Regions from separate parts of the Cricetulus griseus genome. Here region 1 is linked to region 2. A link is a contact called in public Hi-C data. All regions are on one chromosome and are shown on one strand. The core of a region is the stretch at or near the end of the contact, and the rest is flanking DNA. Distances in the headings are between cores, read along the strand shown. Region 1 overlaps Prkn (E3 ubiquitin-protein ligase parkin). Region 2 has its middle 17 kb from the start of Agpat4.

Region 1 (4,410 bases), core at 957-3,456, 36 kb after region 2:
TCACTGTGTAACAGACTGTGAGTGACAGCTCCTCACTAGCGGAGGGAAGTGAAGTGGTTTCTCACTTAGTTGTATATACCACAAAATGGGAAAATTGTGGTGCCTGCCTTTAAAAACCCTTTCTGTAGCCTCCTCTGCATGGCAAGCCTTGGATATGGCTGTGCTCCTGCCAGTAGTAATTAATAAATTCATTTAATTATTATTTGAATTGACTCTGTGGACTTTTCCCTGTGGACTTGAACTCCATAACAGGATAAAACCTTCAGGAAGTATTCTTGCCAGACCACAGACTTCAGCAGGCCCAGAGCTAAGCTTGTTGTAAGATAGCATTTGAAAATGGCAGCAGAGATTTCCCACTTAGATGTAATCTGTCCATCTGATGTTACTACCAACATATTTGGTAAATTCATTGTCTTATCACTTATATTTTGCTTTCTCTTGTTTTTGAGACAGGGTCTCATGTAGTCTACATTGGCTTCAAACTCACTATGTAGTTGACACTGGTCTTGAACTCCCAACCCTCCTGCCTCTACCTCCCAAATGTACCATTATGCCATTGAGTGCACCCAGAATAAATTCCCTGTGATTGCCTTTAGAGAAGGAGCTGTTATATGTTACTTGTTTTATATTACTCATATTTATTCACACTGAACATGTTAAAATACCAAATAGTCTTATAAATGTGCCAAGTCAAAACTATAGTGAATTAAAGTTCTTAATTTCTTATCCACAGGGACAGACAGAGGGAGGATGAGGCTGCTGTACCACAGGGCTGACTGACTCCTGCTAACCCCTGCCTTGCCACCTGAATTTGCTGTATGCCAGGGAACTTCTCCCACCAATAGATCCAGGGTCCACTGCTGCTGCCACCAGGGCTGAGGTCACAGCTACCCTGCTAACCAGAGGTAACTGTTCCCACCAGTGAAGTGCCCACAGGGGCAGCATGGGCTACTGAAAAGCAAACATATGGAGTAGATTGAAGTGGTGTAGGGGTGAAAGTAGTGTAGTGAAGATGTGTCTAGGGAAGCTGGAACTGAGACAGTCTGCCAGAGAAATTTTCTCACCACTGCCAGGGGTGAGCTGCATGGTAGAGCCAGAAGCCAGCTGTGAAAGCCAGTGGCTGATGGCGCACAAAGGTACCCACAGCCCTTCTGGCCTACATCACAGAAGGTCCTACCCCTGGAAAGGTCCATCCCCAGTTCACCAGGAGCTAGATTCTAACCCTCTGGAAGAAGCAGGGTGGGTTCTGGTAGAGAGAAGTCCAGGCTCAGAAATCCTTCTACTTGGAGGGACACCTGTGACCAATCTGAACTGCTGAGACCTGCAGTCCCCCCCCAGTACTGCAGCTGACATAAATGACAATCTAAGGAGAGGGGGACACTATCATCTCACTGAAGAACATGTTCTGACTAAGGGCAACTTCATCGTTGCTTAGCTTTCTCTGTCATTTTAAAATTATTTACACCCTGTTTTCTTTTTTGTTAGGAGTCTCTGTTTTGCCCTCTGCCTTGCCAGAAGACTTCCATGGCTCTCTCTTACTTGTGTTCATCTACAAAAAAACTTCCTTATTTTACATTTCTACAGCAACAGTCTCTACTCCGGTATCTCCAACTCAGCACTCACCTCTACTCCTCTAAAACACACACACACACACACACACACACACACACACACACACACACACACACACACACACACACACACACTCAAGCAGAATGGAAAGGCAGAGAAAACTGAGGAGACTTGGAGAGGGAGCCTCTGAGCTCCTCACCTGCTGAGGGTCTAGCATCACAAGCAGCACAAGGAACATGGCCGTGAAGGCTGCTGCTGAAAACAACATTCCTTTTATGCAGAAGTAATTTCTAATAAGCAAATTATTTTTTATTTCATAAATAACAACGAATCAGGCCTGAGCCTGCATGACCTACAAGGACGGCCTTAGTCCTTCCCCAGCTATTTCCTGGAATCTCATAAACAAGGCTTTGTTTACAGTGGAGGCATCTTAACCTCCTCTGCACCCTGAGTGACCTGGGCTTTTACCTTATCAGCTGTAATGCAAGCCAGTCTGGAACCACCCTGCCATCTCTTTTAATGAGAAGGAAAGGCTCCCTAGCAACCCTTTGAGGTGTAACTTCAGAAGCCACAGCGTAAACAGAACAGAAGGCATCCTGCTCTGCAGAGCTGGCTCAGGGGAAGCCCACAGGCATGCCCTACCATCCCCATTAAACTCCACCCTAAAATGGGATGCGGCTATGTCTGGGCTTGCATGCTACCAGCCCTGACCATTTCCCCATTTCAATTTTTTTTTTTTTTCAAGACAGGGTTTCTCTGTATAACCCTGGTTGTCCTGGAATTTGCTTTGCAGACCAGGCTAGCTTGGAATTCAGAGATCTGCCTGCCTCTGATGTCTGAGTTCTGGGATTGAAAGTGTGTGCCTCCATGCTGGGCTCCTATTTCATATCATAAATACTGCTGCCCTTAGCTCTAAAATAAATAAATGAATGAAAACCTATACACTGCAGTTGTCTCCACCCCAAGGCCGGTGTCTGAACCTTACTGGGGACGTAAGTGGAACTCACAGAGTTGCCTCCTGCCATTCAACTCCAGGTCTGATGGTGACTCATCAGAGTGGCCTCCAGACACCACGACACACTTCTGCAAAAGTAGCAGGCAATGAAATTCCTAATGAAGAAACTCCCAGAGGACTCACATGGAAGACAAATTAAGAGTGGGGGAAGAGGTGGGGGAAGTTAAAACTGAAGGACAAAGCCACCACAACGGATGCACAGAACATCATCAAGAGACACCCGAAATGAGACAAAACCCATCATGACTCGTCCACAGGATCACAACTCCAATAACCACAGACAAGGAGGAGGCAGTGTGTGTGCGTGCCACACATGTGTATGGAGGACACAGGACAACTCGCAGCAATGAGATCTCTTCTGCCACAGCAGAGGGATTGAAGTAAGGTCAGTCCTTGCCTTATCTTGTCTTTGCCTGCCAAGGCATCTCGCTGGCCCCACGGTCTGACATTTATTTATCTATTTACTTATTTTCTGAGAAATGGTTTCTCTATGTAGTCCTGGCTGTTCTGGAACTTGCTCTGTAGATCAGGGTGAACTTGAAATCAGAGATCCACCTGCCTCTGCCTTCTTTGGGACTAAAGGCATAAGTCACCATGCCTGGCTCACAGTCTGACATTTAAAAAGAATCAGAGATCCACATAAGCAGACAGATGAAATAAGGTCATTTATTCAGGACACAGACAAGACAGTTGCCAAAATGAATGAAACCTTTAGCAACTTGGAAGAAGAATTAAAAAAAAAAAAATTTCCGTCTTAGTTAGGATTTTTATGGCTGTGATAAGACACTATGGCCAAAAGCAACTTGCATAGGAAAGGGTTTATTTCAGCTCACAGTTCCATATCACAGTCCATCACTCAGGGATGCTGGGACAAGAACTCAAAGTCGGGCAGTGGTGGTGCACAACTTTAATGCCAATCAACGTGCAAAGCAATGGTTTCATTGTAGCATTTTCCCACAGTCTCTGTGAGTTTGAGGCCAGACTGGTCTACAGAGTGAGTTCCAGGACAGGCTCCAAAGCTACACAGAGACACCTTGTCTCAAAAAGCAAAATACAAACAACAACAACAAAAGACAATACCCCCATGGACTTGCCTATACTCCAATCTTTTTTGTTTGTTTGTTTTTGTTTTTCAAGACAGGGGTTCTCTGTAGCTTTGGAGGCTGTCCTGGAACTAGCTCTTGTAGACCAGACTGGTCTCAAACTCACAGAAATCCGCCTGCCTCTGCCTCCCAAGTGCTAGGATTAAAGGCGTGCACCACCACAGCCCGCCCTATACTCCAATCTTAAGGAGGCATTTTCTCAGTTGTCAGTTTCTTTTCTTAGATAGCTCTAGCTTGTGTTAAGCAAAAACTAGCCAGCACAGTTGAAGAAAAAAATCATCAAGGAGATTGAGACCATGATAAAATACCAAATAAAAACCCTGGAAATGAAAGAAGTAATCCATCAAATGAACAAAGCGTCATCAATAGACAAGACCACACAGAGAAAAAAAAAATCAGAGGTGGAGAACCAAGCCAAGACAACAACATGTTTAAGTATATATAAAGGAAAAAAAATAAAAAAAACTAAAAACAAAACAAAACAAAAAATCGAACATGAGTAAAATGTCTGAGAAATCTAGGATACATTCCAGAGACCAAACTGGAGGTTCCAAAATGTAGATAGAGGGGCCGAGGTAATGTCAAAAGGCATAGACAATGTATTCAACTAAATTATAGCAGAATTTCCAAAACCTACAGGAAGATGTGCAAACACAAGAAGTACATGGGTCTCCAAAAAGGCCATGTCAGAGAAGAGCTCACCAGGACAGAGCAGAGTTG
Region 2 (4,061 bases), core at 1,478-3,977:
GGGATCTGATGTTGTCTTCTGGTCTACCCAGACACCAGGCATACGTATGGTACACAGACATACATACAGGTAAAACACTCATACACATAAAAATTAATTAACTAGTTAATTTCAAGCAGAAGCAACCAAAGAGGAAGGGTCATTTTGGCTATGTTTCAGGGATCATAGTACATTATGGTAGAGAAGGCATGTTGAGTACATGTTCCATGGATGCTACCGTAGCTCACGGATGCTACCATAGCTCCCGCCTGCTACTTTTCACATCACGGCAGATTAGAAAGCAGAAAGCTTGGGTACCAGCAAAAGTAGGTATCACTTTCAAGGCCTCCATCTAGAGACTCACTGTTGCTAGTTAGGTCACATTCTCCATGGTTCCACAGCCTTCCAAAAACACTTCCACCATCTGGGGATCAAGTATTCAAATACATGAATCCTATGCAGGGCATTTCACATTCAAACCATCACACTGCCCTTAAAGTTTTGAAATAACAGTTTAAGACAAGATTCCTGATATTTGAGGCTGGAGAGATGGCTCAGAGGTAAGAGCACTGGCTGCTCTTCCAAAGGTCCTGAGTTCAATTCCCAGCAACAACAAGGTGGCTCACAACCATCCATTATGAGATCTGGTGCCCTCATCTGATGTGCAGATACCCATGGAAGCAGAATGTTGTATACATAATAAATAAATAAAATCTTTTAAAAAAGATTCCTGGTATTTGGAAACCACAAAATTCTCAAGAAAGACAATGCCAGCTGCCTTACAGATTCACAACTTGGTTTTGCAGATAACCCCATTTCTGAAGGAAAGTTGGAGTTATAAATGAACATGGTCATGTAAGCATATTGTGTCAACTTCAGAAGAGCTAGATTCACCTAGGGGACAAATCAGCAGACCCTGGAGGGATGCTTCTAGATTGGGTTGACTGAAGTGGGGGGACTGTCTTAGGGTTTCTTTTTTTTTTTCTCAGATTTTTTTTTATTTGAATTAGAAACAGGATTGTTTTACATGACAATCCCAGCTCCCTTCTCCTCCTAGTCCTCTCCTACCACCACCCTCCCCCCAACTAAAATCCTACCTATCACATAACCTTTCTGCTCCCCCTGGATGGTGAGGCCTTCCATGGGGTGTCATCAGGGTCTATCGTATCCTTTGGGGTAGGGCCTAGGCCCACCCCTGTGTCTTGGCTCAGGGAGTATCCCTCTATGTGGAATGGGCTTCCAAAGTCCACACCTTTGCTAGGGATAAGTATTGAACTACTATAGGAGGTCCTGTAGATTTCCAAAGTTTCCTCACTGAAACCCATGTTCCTGGGGTCTGGATCAGTTCCAACCTGGTATTCCAGCTATCAGTCTGGGGAGCAAGAGTTCCCCAATGTTCAGGTCAGCTGTTTCTGTGGGTTTCACCAGCCTGGTCTGGACCCCTTTGCTCTTCACTCATCCTTCTCTGCATCTGGGTTCCAGTTCAGTTCAGTGATTAGTTGTGGGTGTCTGCTTCTACTTCCACCAGCTGCTGGATGAGGGCTATCAGGTGGCATATAAGTCAGTCATCAATCTCATTATCGGGGGAGGGCATTTAAGACAGTGTCTCCTGTGTTGCTTAGATTGTTAGCTGGTGTCATCTTTGTAGATCTCCAGACATTTTCCTAGTGCCTGATTTCTCTGTAAACCTAAAATGTCTTCCTCTATTATGGTATCTCCATTCTTGTTATCTTCTATTCTTCCCCTGACTCAACCTTTCTGCTCCCTCATGTCCTCTGCATCCCTCCTCTTCTCCCCTTCTCATTCTCCTAGCTCCCTCCCCCTGTCTTAGGGTTTCTAACTAAGTTTCTATCATGACCACAGCAACTCTTATAAAGGAAAACACTTAGTGGGGTAGCTTACAGTTTCAGAGGTTTAGTTTGTTATCATCGTTATGTGACATGGTGATGTACAGGCCAACATGATGCTGGAGCAGGAGCTGAAAGTCCTACATCTTGATCAGCAGGCAACAGGAAGTGAACTGAGACACTGGGTGTGGATTGAGCATATATGAGCCCTCAAAGCCCACCTCCACAGGGACACATTTCCTCCAACAAGACCACACCTCCTAATAGTGCCATTCCCTTTGGGGGCCATTTTTTTTCAACCCACCACAAGGACTCACCTTGAATGTGGGCAGCTCCATTCCATTAGCCGGAGCCCAGACTGAATGAAGATGAGAAAAATCAGTAGGGCACCAGTGTCTACTTCTGTCTGCATCCTGACTGTGGATGCAATGTGACCAGCGGCCTCATGCTCCTGCCACCTTGCCTTTCACACCATGATGGACACCACCACTAGATTGTGAGCCAAAGTAAAGCATTCCTTCATGAAGCTGCATGTTTTTTTCCGGGTATTTTTGAGAAAAATATCTGACGCCAATGCCAAGTTTAAATGCTATCACACACAGTAATACCATCTGCTCTTCCACACCAATTGTCTTCTCTGACTTCGAAGCCCACAGTGCACAGCCTCACGGCACGAGCAGAGGGCTCTGCAGAGGCAGCTTGGCCTGCAGACAGTCAAACTGTTGGCACTGTGCAGGGAACAGCTCCGCTGAAGTCAGTTGTCTTGGCGGTGGAGTGTTCTATGGTTCAACAACAAAGTGGTTTTTAGCTCTGTGAAGCATTTGAACAATGGAGTGCATGGATTGCCTGTTTCCTTACGCAGGATTTTCAGAACATACTCTAACCTTTTCCTTCTTGACTCATCATGAATCACCATTATGAATCAAAAACATAGAACTTTAGTACAAAAAAAAAAGGCACCTCAGAGATCAGTTAGCTCTGGCTTTCCATACTCCAGAAGCATGGCTAGAGGAGTAGGGGTGCTGAGAAGGCTGTGCTAGGAGGAGATGGCCTGGAGTCCCCACTTCACCTTTTGGTTGTGGGTCTGATTCCCACATAGGAAGCCTGGTCACCCATATGTGCTGTGGATGCTGCCAGGCCAGGCATTACTCTGCAGTGTAGGCTGACACCCAGTGCCCTGGCCTCTGCATCTCTACCTCTGCAGTTGGCTGACACTCTCAGCCCTGGGGGTGCATGGAGGATTAGAGTAAGAGTGCTCCTCCCCTGGGGTTCCCTGAGGCTATGAGAGACCACAGCGGGGGTTCACAGGAGCCTTTCCATGTGAAGCCCAGCTCTAGTCTCTGCCCACTGTCTCTGGTCCCTGGGACAGCATGGGGCCCTTCTTTGTGGACTTCTCTCCCTACATCACTTTTAGGACTGGCCGCTAAGCTGGGGCCTGAAATCACCAAAATGTATTTGTCACGGACCTGAAGGAAGATGTTCAAGAGCAAGGCGTCTGCAAGCTGGACACCCCCTGGTTTATAAATGGCTCTCCTTGTGTCTGTCACCATGTGGTCCCTCCTTTATGTCTGTCAGCATTCTAACCGCCTCTGCTTATTGGACACCAGTCATGATGTTTAGGGCTTACCCTAATGTCACCCCTTCAATTTACATCTTCAAAGGCTATTTCCCCAAATATGGTGACGCTAGCAACTTCTGATGGTTGGGACACCAACCAGGCTATAATTATCCCTTTGATGGCTCAGGTTACAGTGAATGAGGCAGGGAAGACGAACAGGGTGATGGTTCCAGGACCTTTAATCTCATTTTTTTAATGCATAAATAACCCTTAAACATGGGGCTGGAGAGATGGCTCAGTGGTTAAGAGCACTGATTGCTTTTCAAGAGGTCCTGAGTTCAATTCCCAGCAACCACATGGTGGCTCACAGCCATCTATAATGAGATCTGGTGCCCTCTTCCGGTGTGCAGGCATATATGGGGGCAGAATGTTGTATACATAATAAATAAATTCATCTTAAAAAAATAACCCTTAAACAGACATCTGACTTCTTTGAAATATTCTTCTTACTAGCATGCAAATATTCTCTTATGGCACTGTCCAAACAAATATTTGCTTGCTTCTCTCCTCCTCCCCACATCCTCTTTCCCCCTAGCAACTTCCTGCTTTCATCCCAAGTGACTTTTTGCCACCCCACCACTCTTCTTCAACACCTCCTGTCTCCCTCTAGTGGACTC

What was found. Hi-C and Micro-C count contacts between places; a contact is called where the count stands out from the background.
Region 1: a Hi-C map of the CHO-K1 cell line shows a contact between it and region 2, with 3 times the contacts expected there. The contact joins two enhancer-like sites. A contact is called at or near these places in 4 of 8 Hi-C or Micro-C datasets (the CHK-Q cell line, the CHL-YN cell line and the CHO-K1 cell line).

What each region holds. Positions count from the first base shown.
Region 1 is chr2:288,910,140-288,914,549 of CriGri-PICRH-1.0, forward strand. All of the region lies in intron 11 of Prkn (E3 ubiquitin-protein ligase parkin), which reads right to left. Among named protein-coding and RNA genes, the nearest start is that of Agpat4, 54 kb to the left of the region's middle. Within about 2 kb of position 2,207, at least 3 of the 6 cell types and tissues checked have open chromatin away from gene starts, as enhancers often do. A contact at or near this core is called in the CHO-K1 cell line, where this site is marked.
Region 2 is chr2:288,873,359-288,877,419 of CriGri-PICRH-1.0, forward strand. No RefSeq gene overlaps it. Among named protein-coding and RNA genes, the nearest start is that of Agpat4, 17 kb to the left of the region's middle. Within about 2 kb of position 2,728, at least 3 of the 6 cell types and tissues checked have open chromatin away from gene starts, as enhancers often do. A contact at or near this core is called in the CHO-K1 cell line, where this site is marked.